Linked DNA regions of Macaca mulatta: region 2 is linked to region 1. A link is a contact called in public Hi-C data. All regions are on one chromosome and are shown on one strand. The core of a region is the stretch at or near the end of the contact, and the rest is flanking DNA. Distances in the headings are between cores, read along the strand shown. Region 1 holds the start of DDX23 (DEAD-box helicase 23). Region 2 holds the start of FKBP11 (FKBP prolyl isomerase 11).

Region 1 (5,014 bases), core at 1,390-3,889:
GAGTTTGAGACCAGCCTGGCCAACAGGGTGAAACCCTATCTCTACTAAAAATACAAAAATTAGCCAGGCATGGTGTCGGGCATCCGTAATCCCAGGTACTCGGAAGGCTGAGGCAGAACTGCTTGAACCCAGGAGGTGGGGGTTGTTTTGAGCCAAGATAGCGCCACTGCACTCCAGCCTGGGTGACAGAGCAAGACTCCCTCTGTCTCGAGGAAAAAAAAAGAAAAATCAGCCAGGTGTGGTGGTTCACACTTGTAATCCTAGCACTTTGGGAGGCTGAGGGTGGGTGGAATGCTTCAGTTCAAAAGTGTTCAAGAGCTCATAGGCAGAGGCCTGGGAGGAAAATAAAGGAAAATATCATCCAGGAACACGGCTTGTACCCCTAGGAGCCAATACTACCTATGGGACCCATGCTCCTTCGCTCCTGCCTGGGGAGGATCACCTGAGCCCAGGCTGAGGTGGGAAGACTTCTTGAGCCTGCGAAGCACTGATGCAGGGGGAATACTGATTCAAGATGAGTTCAGTGAGTTGGGCAGGAGTCAGATAACGAAAATGTGTTACAGGTCAGAGTAAACTGGATTTTAACTGCAATGGGGATCTTAGAAGAGCTTTATACAGGAAGCAATCTAATACTTCGGTGACTTGCAAGAAAATATACAGCAGAGAGGCAGAGTGAAAACAAAACCACTGAGAGTGCTATTATGGTACTCTAGGCAAGAGATGGCAGTGGCTTGTTCTAGGAAGGTGGCAATGGAGATGGAAAGAAGTAGGCAGTGTCAGAGCATATTTTGGAGGCAAAGCTGACAGGACTTACTGAAGGGAGATACAGAAAGAAGAGACACAAAGATAGCTCCTAAATTTATAGTTTCAGCAACCTAATAGTTTGCGGTGCCATAGCAAACAAACTGGAAAAGACTAGGGAAGGAATAGATTTAAGAAGAAATCAAACGTTTCATTTTGGCCAGGTTAAATGTGAGATGTCAGTAAGACAACCAAGTGGAGATTCCCAGAAGGCAAGTAGAAATGCAAATCTGGAACTTAGGGAAGAGGGTCAATAGACAAAAACCTGAGTCACCAATACACAGATAGCTTTTAAAGCCATGGGACACTAAATGATATTACCTAAGTAGGCAGCATAGTGAAAGAAAAAAATAGAGAAGCAGCTCCAGGATTGAGCTCTGGAACACTTTAACAGGAGTTAGCCACGGGATGAACCACAGAAAAAGAATGGAAAGAACCAGCAGCCAGTGAGAAAGGACAAAGAAAAGTATGGCAACGAAGAAGCCAAAAACATGTTTCAAGGAGGGAGGGGTCAACGGAATCAAGTACCAGCGAAGTGGAGAGGGAATAAGGGACAGAGAAGCAACCACTGAATTTGGAAAAATGGAGATTACTGGTGACCTTAACAAGAGCTGTTTCAGTAGCATTGAGGGAATGGAAGCCCAAGTGGAATGAGTTTGGAAGAGAATGAAAAATGAGGAGACAGTAAATATAGGCAACTTTTATCACAGGTTCTATTATCACAAGGGCCAAATAACCAGGCTGACTCTGGCCATGCTTCCCAGCAGCCTTCTCTCAAACCTCCAGATCTTCAGGTCCTCAGTTCTTGCAGGGCAGGGGCACATTCTTTTTTTTCATTCAATGACGTATTTACCAAGCATCTACTGTATGCAAGGCACAGTGCTAGGTGCTATGTGAGTCACAAAAACAAATTCTGTTCACAGGAAATTTTTAGAACAACAGGGGTTATCAGGCCGGACGCGGTGGCTCACACCTGTAATCCTAACACTCTACTAAAAATACAAAAAATTAGCAGGGCGTGGCGACGTACGCCTGTAATCCCAGCTACTCGGGAGGCTGAGACAGGAGAATCGCTTGAACTCGGGAGGCGGAGGTTGCAGTGAGCAGAGATCGCGCCATTGCACTCCAGCCTGGGCGACAGAGCGAGACTCCGTCTCAAAAAAAATAAAGAACAATAGGGGGTATGAGACACATATCAAGAAGAGTATCAAGGCTCAGATGTAGTAATACAGGTGTTCAAAGGCGTTTCCTTTCACTTGTAAAAGGTGACGTGGAAGGCTTGGTAGAGGAAGTGACGCTTGAGCCTTTAAGTATAAGTAGAATTTGAAGATATGTAATTAAGGACGCGGAAAAGAAGTCATTCCCGGCAAAAGAAATAATAGAGGCGGAGCAGAGGCGGGAAAACATGGACTGATTGCGAGAGAAAAGCCTGAGTTCCAGTTTGGCTGCAGCAAAGGCTACTTGAAGCATGAAAGAATAAGGTCAGACTGGGGGTATCAGAGGCGCTGCGCCCATGGGCAGAGTCCTGGGAGGAAAATATCGTGCAGGGACGTGGCCTGTGCTCGGAGGAGCCAACACTACCCCTGGGGCCTGCGCCCCTTCACTCCTGCCCGCCCGAGCTTCCCGGGTTCATGCCCCTTTTCTGAGGCGTTCTTTCCCGCCTCGTCCAGGAGGCAGGGGCCACCGCTGTGCCCCGACTCTCGCCCTCTCTTTAAGCTCGTGGGAACCGCCCCCACCGCCCGGGACTCACCACCCTGAGTCTGAACCGCCCAACGCGGCCTCAACGTCGAGGAGCCGTCGCCATCTTTCCCGTTTCCTGGTCGCGGCGATGAACCCCCCGGCCGCAAGGCAAGCTGGGAAGGCGAGTTCCTGGAGCTGGGCGCACAGGCCGACACTGAGGCCCGGGAACTACCAATCCCAGAATGCACGGCTTGAGCGCCGGCCCTAGGCTGCGGGGTCTGCCGGGCAATGTGGTTTGCCAGACTTTAGCGTCCGGGAAGGAAGAGTTTTTCGCGAATAGGCTTCCGGCATTAGGTTCTCCCGCCGAGCATCCTTCTTGGAATTGGCTGGTCTTCCTAGAAACTACAGTCGATGACAGTCGTTGCCCGTGGCTTACAGTGGAGGAATTTAAGGGCATCCTGAGATATCTGTAGCATGTAATTATAGCTAACAACTGCAGTAACAACAATAAATACCATTCGTGGAAAAGCGGTTTTTATAACAATTCTGTGAGAATGGGGTTAGTCCCATTTTACAGTTGGACAAACTAAAGATTAGGTTACAGGAGTAGGTTCACAAGGAGGGTGTTGCAATTCTCCATTGTGTGTGGAACTATCCCAGGCTTAGGAGGACCTTTTAGCAACCTTGGCCCCTGCAGCCGGGTGAATGCCGTAACAACCCCCAGTTTTTTTTTGTTTTTTTTTTTTTTTTTGAGACGGAGTCTGGCTCTGTCACCCAGGCTGGAGTGCAGTGTCGCGATCTCGGCTCACTGCAAGCTCCGCCTCCCGGGTTTACGCCATTCTCCTGCCTCAGCCTCCCGAGTAGCTGGGACTACAGGCGCCCGCCACCTCGCCCGGCTAGTTTTTTGTATTTTTTAGTAGAGACGGGGTTTCACCGTGTTAGCCAGGATGGTCTCGATCTCCTGACCTCGTGATCCGCCCGTCTAGGCCTCCCAAAGTGCTGGGATTACAGGCTTGAGCCACCGCGCCCGGCCCAACCCCCAGTTATTGTTACAGCTCCAAATGAGCCCACACAATGGACTCTAAAGTCATCCCGGAAGGATGGTATCTCCTGGGCTCTAGCACCTGTTTTCTCAACATTCCAGATAGAACCCTGGTTTCCTCAATTTTTTTCCCTTTGGAATGTGACCAATTGTTGAGCTGTCTTGGTATTTTTGCTTCTTTCTTCCCCCAGATTCCCCTACTTTAGTCTTCCACTGAGTTTTGTTGTTGTTTTAACCCCAAATCGTAAGTTAACTTTGTGTTTCTCTTTGTTCTTATGGGTTCATAACTCTTTCCCTCAAAACAAAACAAAACACTGCAATTGCGGAAACGGTTTAGATAACCGGAAGTATCTTGGACCTCCCTTCCCATTTTCCCAGCAGCAGGTTTGTTGCTTGAATTCCACATGGCTGTAGGTCTGGCTTTTCTCTCCGAATATGCCTTAAGCTCTCAAGCAGAGCCTCAGGATAGACCCAAGTAATCCTAAAGCCCTGAGCATCATGCACACTGGCCCGAAGTAACCCTTGGAGACATACACTTCTCTTAGAACCTGCAGCCTTTCACCTCCCTGCTTCTACTCCAGAGAGAACGGAAGGGAAAGAAGAGAGCTCTGAGATCTGTTAGGTGTAAGTCACCACGAAAGCACGAGAGGGCGCTCGACTCACAGATTCACAGATTCAACTAAAAATCAGACCAACCATGGTAGGCCAGAATCTTCAAAAACTGCAGCCACTTTTTGTTGAGAATCTTCTAAGTGCTCAACTCTGGGCTGGACACTTAACCTACCTTATTTGTTTTACTTAGTTCTCATAGCAGTATGAGATGAGTGCTATCTCCATTTTACTGCTAAGGAGATTGCGGCCCAGAAAGAGTAATTATGCCTTCAAAGGCCACATAATTAAAAGAATGGGCCGGGTGAGGTGGCTCACGCTTGTATCTCAGCACTTTGGGAGGCCAAGGCAGGAGGACCGCTTGAGCCCAGGAGGTCGAGGTTGCTCGTGAGCAACTGCACTACAGCCTGGGTGACAGAGCAAAACCCTGACTGGAAAAAAAAAAAAAAGAAAGAAAGAAAAAAGAAAAGAATGGAGCCAAAATTCAGGTTCATTTAACTTCAGAGTCCATTACCTTTCCCCATTTTCAGACTGCCATCTTAACTCTCTTTAAAGATGAGTAAACTGAGCTCCTGGAGGGTGATAAAGCTTGTCCCAGTTCATAGTGGCAGAGTTCCTCTAGTACTTGTGCACACCTCTCATGACACATGTAGGGCTTCAAGGATACTTGTTATTTGTCTTGCCCCACTAGTTTTCTCACAAACGTGCATCTTTGTTTTCTTATTTGTTTGTATTTTTATTTTATTTTATTTTATTTATTTATTTTTGAGATGGAGTCTCGCTCTGTCACCAGGCTGGAGTGCAGTGGTGCAATCTCGGCTCAATGCAATCTCCAACTCCCTGGTTCAAGCGATTCTCCTGCCTCAACCTCCCAAGTAGCTG
Region 2 (5,014 bases), core at 630-3,129, 79 kb after region 1:
TGGTCTGGACCTTCTCAAGCATTAGACAAAGTATATAGCTCCTTACAGCTCTTAGGGACTGGGTATTTCGATGGCCTGAGAGACAGGCCTAGTCAGATTACCTGGGACAGATGGTGGAAATCCTCGTTTTCCATAGGCCAAGTGAGAAGGAATGATTGCCCTTCGCTTCTCTCTGAGGGAAGGAATGTCAGTCACAGCCAGAGGCAGGAGAGGTAGGCCAGCAGCCTCAGTCCAGCTGAAGCTCCTCCAGCAAAACCCTCTGGATCTTCACACCCAAAACACGAACTTTTCCACCTGAACACCAAACAGGCTGGCCAGCAAAGGTGTCCATCTCCCCATGTGCCTCAACTCCCCAACAAAAGCAACAGCGCAAGAAGCACAGAGGCTTTGGATGCCCTCAGGGTTCCCACTGACCTGGACCTGTCCAGTGGGAAGCAGGGTCCTTTATTCCACATTCTCCTGCTTCTTAAGGAGCGAGGATGGCAGAGAAAACCTCTTCCCATGCAAAGAGGGTACCCAGGCCCACCCCTGCCCAGATACTCACCCCACACACATGTCTAGAAGACTCTGCTCCAGACCTTGAGGAAGAAGACACAACTGAACTGGAAGCTATCCACCTCCCCCAAATCCCATGACATGAACACCAAAGTCTTCCTCCTCCATCCTCAATAGGCCTTGCCCCCACTTCTTAAATCTCTGGCTTCCAATTGGGACAAGTGGAGTATTAGAAGTGAGGTTTGAACCTCAGAAGGTAACTGGTAGAGCCCTAGGGTCTTACTCATTTCAGGGGGGAATTTCCAGGGCAGCTTTGGAGCTGAAGAGGCTAAGAAAGGGCTTAGGTTGTGAAGAGGTAGAATGGGAGGCACAGGTCACATACCTGGAATCACCTGCTTTTGGCCAAGTTCTATAACCAGAGGGTCTCTGGTCAGGGAGGTGTCAATAATACGTCCATCTACCAAGCTTCCCTGGGGGGAGAGAGCATCAAGAGCATACACCTACCACCCTCTCCCTCCCAGCAGGCGCGCAACACACACCTGGACCGCTGGGCGGCGGCAGCCCCCTTACAGCGGCAGCCTAGCCTTCCCCTTACCGCTGTAAGGAACAGGAAGCCCCAGAGGGCTGGCGCTTCTCGGAGATCTCTCCACCCTGCACTTCTCCGTGCCAGGTAGGAACTGGCAGAAAAGCAAGGAGGAAAAAGAGGCACGGAAGAGCAACGCCTCTCCCCTCGCCATGTGCTCGACAACCCCAGAGCCCCGAGTTTCTTCTCCCGAACCGCTTGCCACGTGTCCAAGCCAAAGCTGACGTGTTTCAGCAGGGCGCCACCCCCTCCCAGGCCCCGCCCCGGCCCCCGAGACCCCTCACCGTGTAGTGTATGTGGAGCGTGTCTCCAAAAGCAGCTGGCTCGGCACATGGTTCGAGGGGCTCCACCTACGATCGGACTACAGGGGTCACGGATGCTCTTCCAAAGATCCCGTTCTCGCTCCTAGACCCAGCACCACCCCCAACTCAGTTCCCGTACTTCCTTCCCGGCTCCCAGATTCGTTGAGATCCCTGTGTTACCCCACAAGGCTCGGTCCACGGGTGCTGAGGTTAGGGACTATCTCCTCACCAGGGTCTCCACTTGGAGGGTCCGGACGGGACTTTCAGTTTCGAACCCAGCCTCAGCCTGGCACACTGCCGCACTGAGCAGCAGCAGCAGCAGCAGCAGCAGATGGAGCGGGAGGAGTGAGGGGCGCAGGGCCATGACTGGGCGCGGGGCAGGGAGCCGGGGCACCAGGACAGGCTGTTCGGGTGGCGGCGGCTAGGACAGCGTTCCCGCAGCGCTCAGGCCAGACTGGACGGGACGGGGCGGGTCGCGATGCTAGAGCTCCTCCTCCTGCAGCCCTTCCTCCACCTTGTCCCCACCTCCGAAAGGGAGGAGGCCGAGGGGCGCCCTCTGTACCCTCCAAGATCCGGAGGGCGCAGGTTCTGACCCGTTCATTAGACGTTCTGTCCTATAATGTGGGTTGGGCCAAATAATAGCACCCATTTACGATTACCTACTGTGTGTCAGGTGCTAGTCTCTAATCCTCAAAACCAACCTAAAAGGTCAGCATAATTGTTTCCATTTTACAGATAAGGCACAGGGTGCTCAGGATGTGCCCAAGGTCATCAGGCTAGGTGGTGATACAGACAGGATTCAAACCCAGAACTGCCTGAGTCCAACGTGGTTGCTGTCTGCTCTTTCCTCTAAGTTACGTCTCCTTGTGGCTATCCTGGCAGTGTCTGGCTGGCCCACCCCACCCAGGCAGTTGTCTCATTCCTCTCCGACCTCCAACTACTTCAGCCTGAATTTCTGGAGGTTATAGATCCAAATATCCGAAAGAGGGCAGGGAGCTGTCCTATCCCTATCCTTTGAAAAGCTAGCTGAAAAGAGCAAGGCGCTGTTTTCCTGTAAGAACAGGGTAAACCCCTGACCTTTTCCTCTGGTGCTACTACTTCCTTTCTCCTTTCATCAACAAACTTCTCAAAGGACAGCACACATAACCCCTTTATGTTTGTGTAAAGACGTCACTTTTTTTTTTTTTTTTGAAACGGAGTCTCGCTCTGTCCCCGAGGCTGGAGTGCAGTGGCACGATCTCGGCTCACTGCAAGCTCCGCCTCCTGGGTTCATGCCATTCTCCTGCCTCAGTCTCCCGAGTAGCTGGGACTATAGGCGCCCACCACCACGCCCGGCTAATCTGGTATTTTTATAGAGAGGGGATTTCACCATGTTAGCCAGGATGGTCTCGATCTCCTGACCTCGTGATCCGCCCACCTCGGCCTCCCAAAGTGCTGAGATTACAGGTGTGAGCCACTGTGCCCAGCCGACTTCACTTTTTTTTTTTTTTTTTTTAGACGGAGTCTCACTCTGTGGCCCAGGCTGGAGTGCAGTGGAGCAATTTCCACTCACTGCAACCACCGCCTCCCAGGTTCAAGCGATTCTCCTGCCTCAGCCTCCCAAGTAGCTGGGATCACAGGCGCCCGCCACCATGCCTGGCTAATTTTTGTATTTTTAGTAGATAAGGGTTTCACCATGTTGGCCAGGCTGGTCTCAAACTCCTGATCTTGGTGATCCGCCTGCCTCGGTCTCTCAAAGGGCTGGGATTACAGGCGTGAGCCACCACGCCTGGCCAGACTTCACTTTTTTTTTTTAGGAGGAGGAGTTTTGCTCTTGCTGCCCAGGCTGGAGTGCAATGGTGCGATCTCGGCTCATCACAACCTCTAACTCCCGGGTTCAAGCAATTCTCCTGCCTCAGCCTCCCGAACAGCTGGGATTACAGGCATGCGCCACCACGCCTGGCTAATTTTGTATTTTTAGTAAAGACAGGGTTTCTCCACGTCGGTCAGGCTGGTCTCAAATTCCCAACCTCAGGTGATCTACCCGCCTCAGCCTTCCAAAGTGCTGGGACTGCAGGTGTGAGCCACCATGCCCAGCCCACTTTTTAAGAGTTTGTTGTTGTTGTTGTTGTTTTGAGACAGAGTTTCACTCCTGTCGCCCAGGCTGGAGTGCAAATGGCATGATCTTGGCTCACTGCAACCTCCACCTCCCGGGTTCAAGCGATTCTCCTTTCTCAGCCTCCCAAGTAGCTGGGATTATAGGCACCCACCACCACGCCTGGCTAATTTTTGTATTTTTAGTACATGGGGTTTTGCCATGTTGGCCAGACTGCTCTCAAACTCCTGACCTCATGATGTGGCCGCCTCAGCCTCCCAAAGTGCTGGGATTACAGGCGTGAGCCAATGCGCCCGGCCAACAGTCTTAACTGCACTCATTCTTCCAATCCATCTGTAACAACCCGGACTTCCTCCCTATCTGCTGTTTCTGTTAGTGGCTCTGCTACCAGCATTCATTCTTCTTTCATCTCCCACATCCAACGGGTCTACTCTGGATTCTCCTTCCACAGTCTCTCCAGCTCCTCCCTTCTATTCCCATAGCTACAACCCTCCCACCTCAGGATAAGAAGCCTTCATTATCTCTCATTTGTATTGTTTAAAAAAAAAAAAAAAAAGTCCCCTCAGCAGGAGGGAATTTCTAGGGGTGATGAAATGCTCTATATTTTCAGAGGGATGTGGGTTACATGGGTGTATGCATTTGTCAGAACTTATCAAACTATACTTACGATCTGTGCATTTCACTGTTTGCAAATTACGTATCAAAATATTTTTTAAGTTAAACAAAAAAACCACAAAACTACATCTCCAAGTCTCCCTTAAAGCTGGATATGACTAACTGACTAAGTTCTGGCCAAGAGAACATAAACGAAGTGTTGGAAGTATTGTCTTGGACTTCCAAGAAGGCCCTTTAAAGAGTTAACTAGGAAGCATCCTTCTGTGCTCCTCTCCCTCCCCCAATCATCTTTCATTCCTTCTGTCTGCTATCTGAAATGCAGATGAGATGAATTAAGCTCTAGAAGCCATATTAGACCATGAGATGACCATTAGGATGGAAGCTGCATGCTAGGATGGTGAAGCAAAAAGAAGCATAAGTCCTTGTTAACTGCAGAGCCACCATGCCAGTTCTGGATTGCCTACCACCAGACACTTTTATTTTTCAGTTGTATCTGAAGCCCCATTCTTTGTGGGGGGAAAAAAAGTCTAGTCAAGTGCAGTAGTGAGAAGGGGGAAAGAGGAGTTCTATCTGTAACTGGCTGTGAACAATTGAGATGCCTATCTTCAGACCAGCCGCTAGATACTTTTTTTTTTTTTTTTTTTTGAGATGGGGGTCTCTGTCAGTCAGGCTGGAGTATAGTGGTGCAATCTTGGCTCACTGCAACCTCCGCCTCATGGGCTCAAGTGATCCTCCTGCCTCAGCCTCCCAAGTAGCTGGGACCACAGGGGCATGCCACCACACTCAGCTAATTTTTACATTTTTTGTAGAGATGCAGTTTCGCCATATTGCCCAGGCTGGCCTTGAACACCTGGACTCAAGTGATCTCTGTCCGCTTCAGCTTCCTAAAGTGCTGGGATTACAGGTGTCAGTCACCACGCCCAG

The links. A called contact is a pair of places that touch in the nucleus more often than the background predicts.
Region 2: a contact with region 1 is called in a Hi-C map of liver, with 2.0 times the contacts expected there. The contact joins the promoter of FKBP11 here to the promoter of DDX23 in region 1. A contact is called at or near these places in 4 of 14 Hi-C or Micro-C datasets (CD4 T cells, cortical neurons, fetal cortical plate and 1 more).

The regions. Positions count from the first base shown.
Region 1 is chr11:56,008,469-56,013,482 of T2T-MMU8v2.0, forward strand. DDX23 (DEAD-box helicase 23) reads right to left here and starts at 2,640. Exons shown (of 17, transcript NM_001260872.1): 1 at 2,552-2,640.
Region 2 is chr11:56,088,029-56,093,042 of T2T-MMU8v2.0, forward strand. It overlaps FKBP11 (FKBP prolyl isomerase 11), which reads right to left and starts at 1,880. Exons shown (of 6, transcript XM_077954041.1): 1 at 1,610-1,880; 2 at 1,091-1,483; 3 at 878-965; 4 at 545-578; 5 at 102-172. The coding sequence starts at 1,744.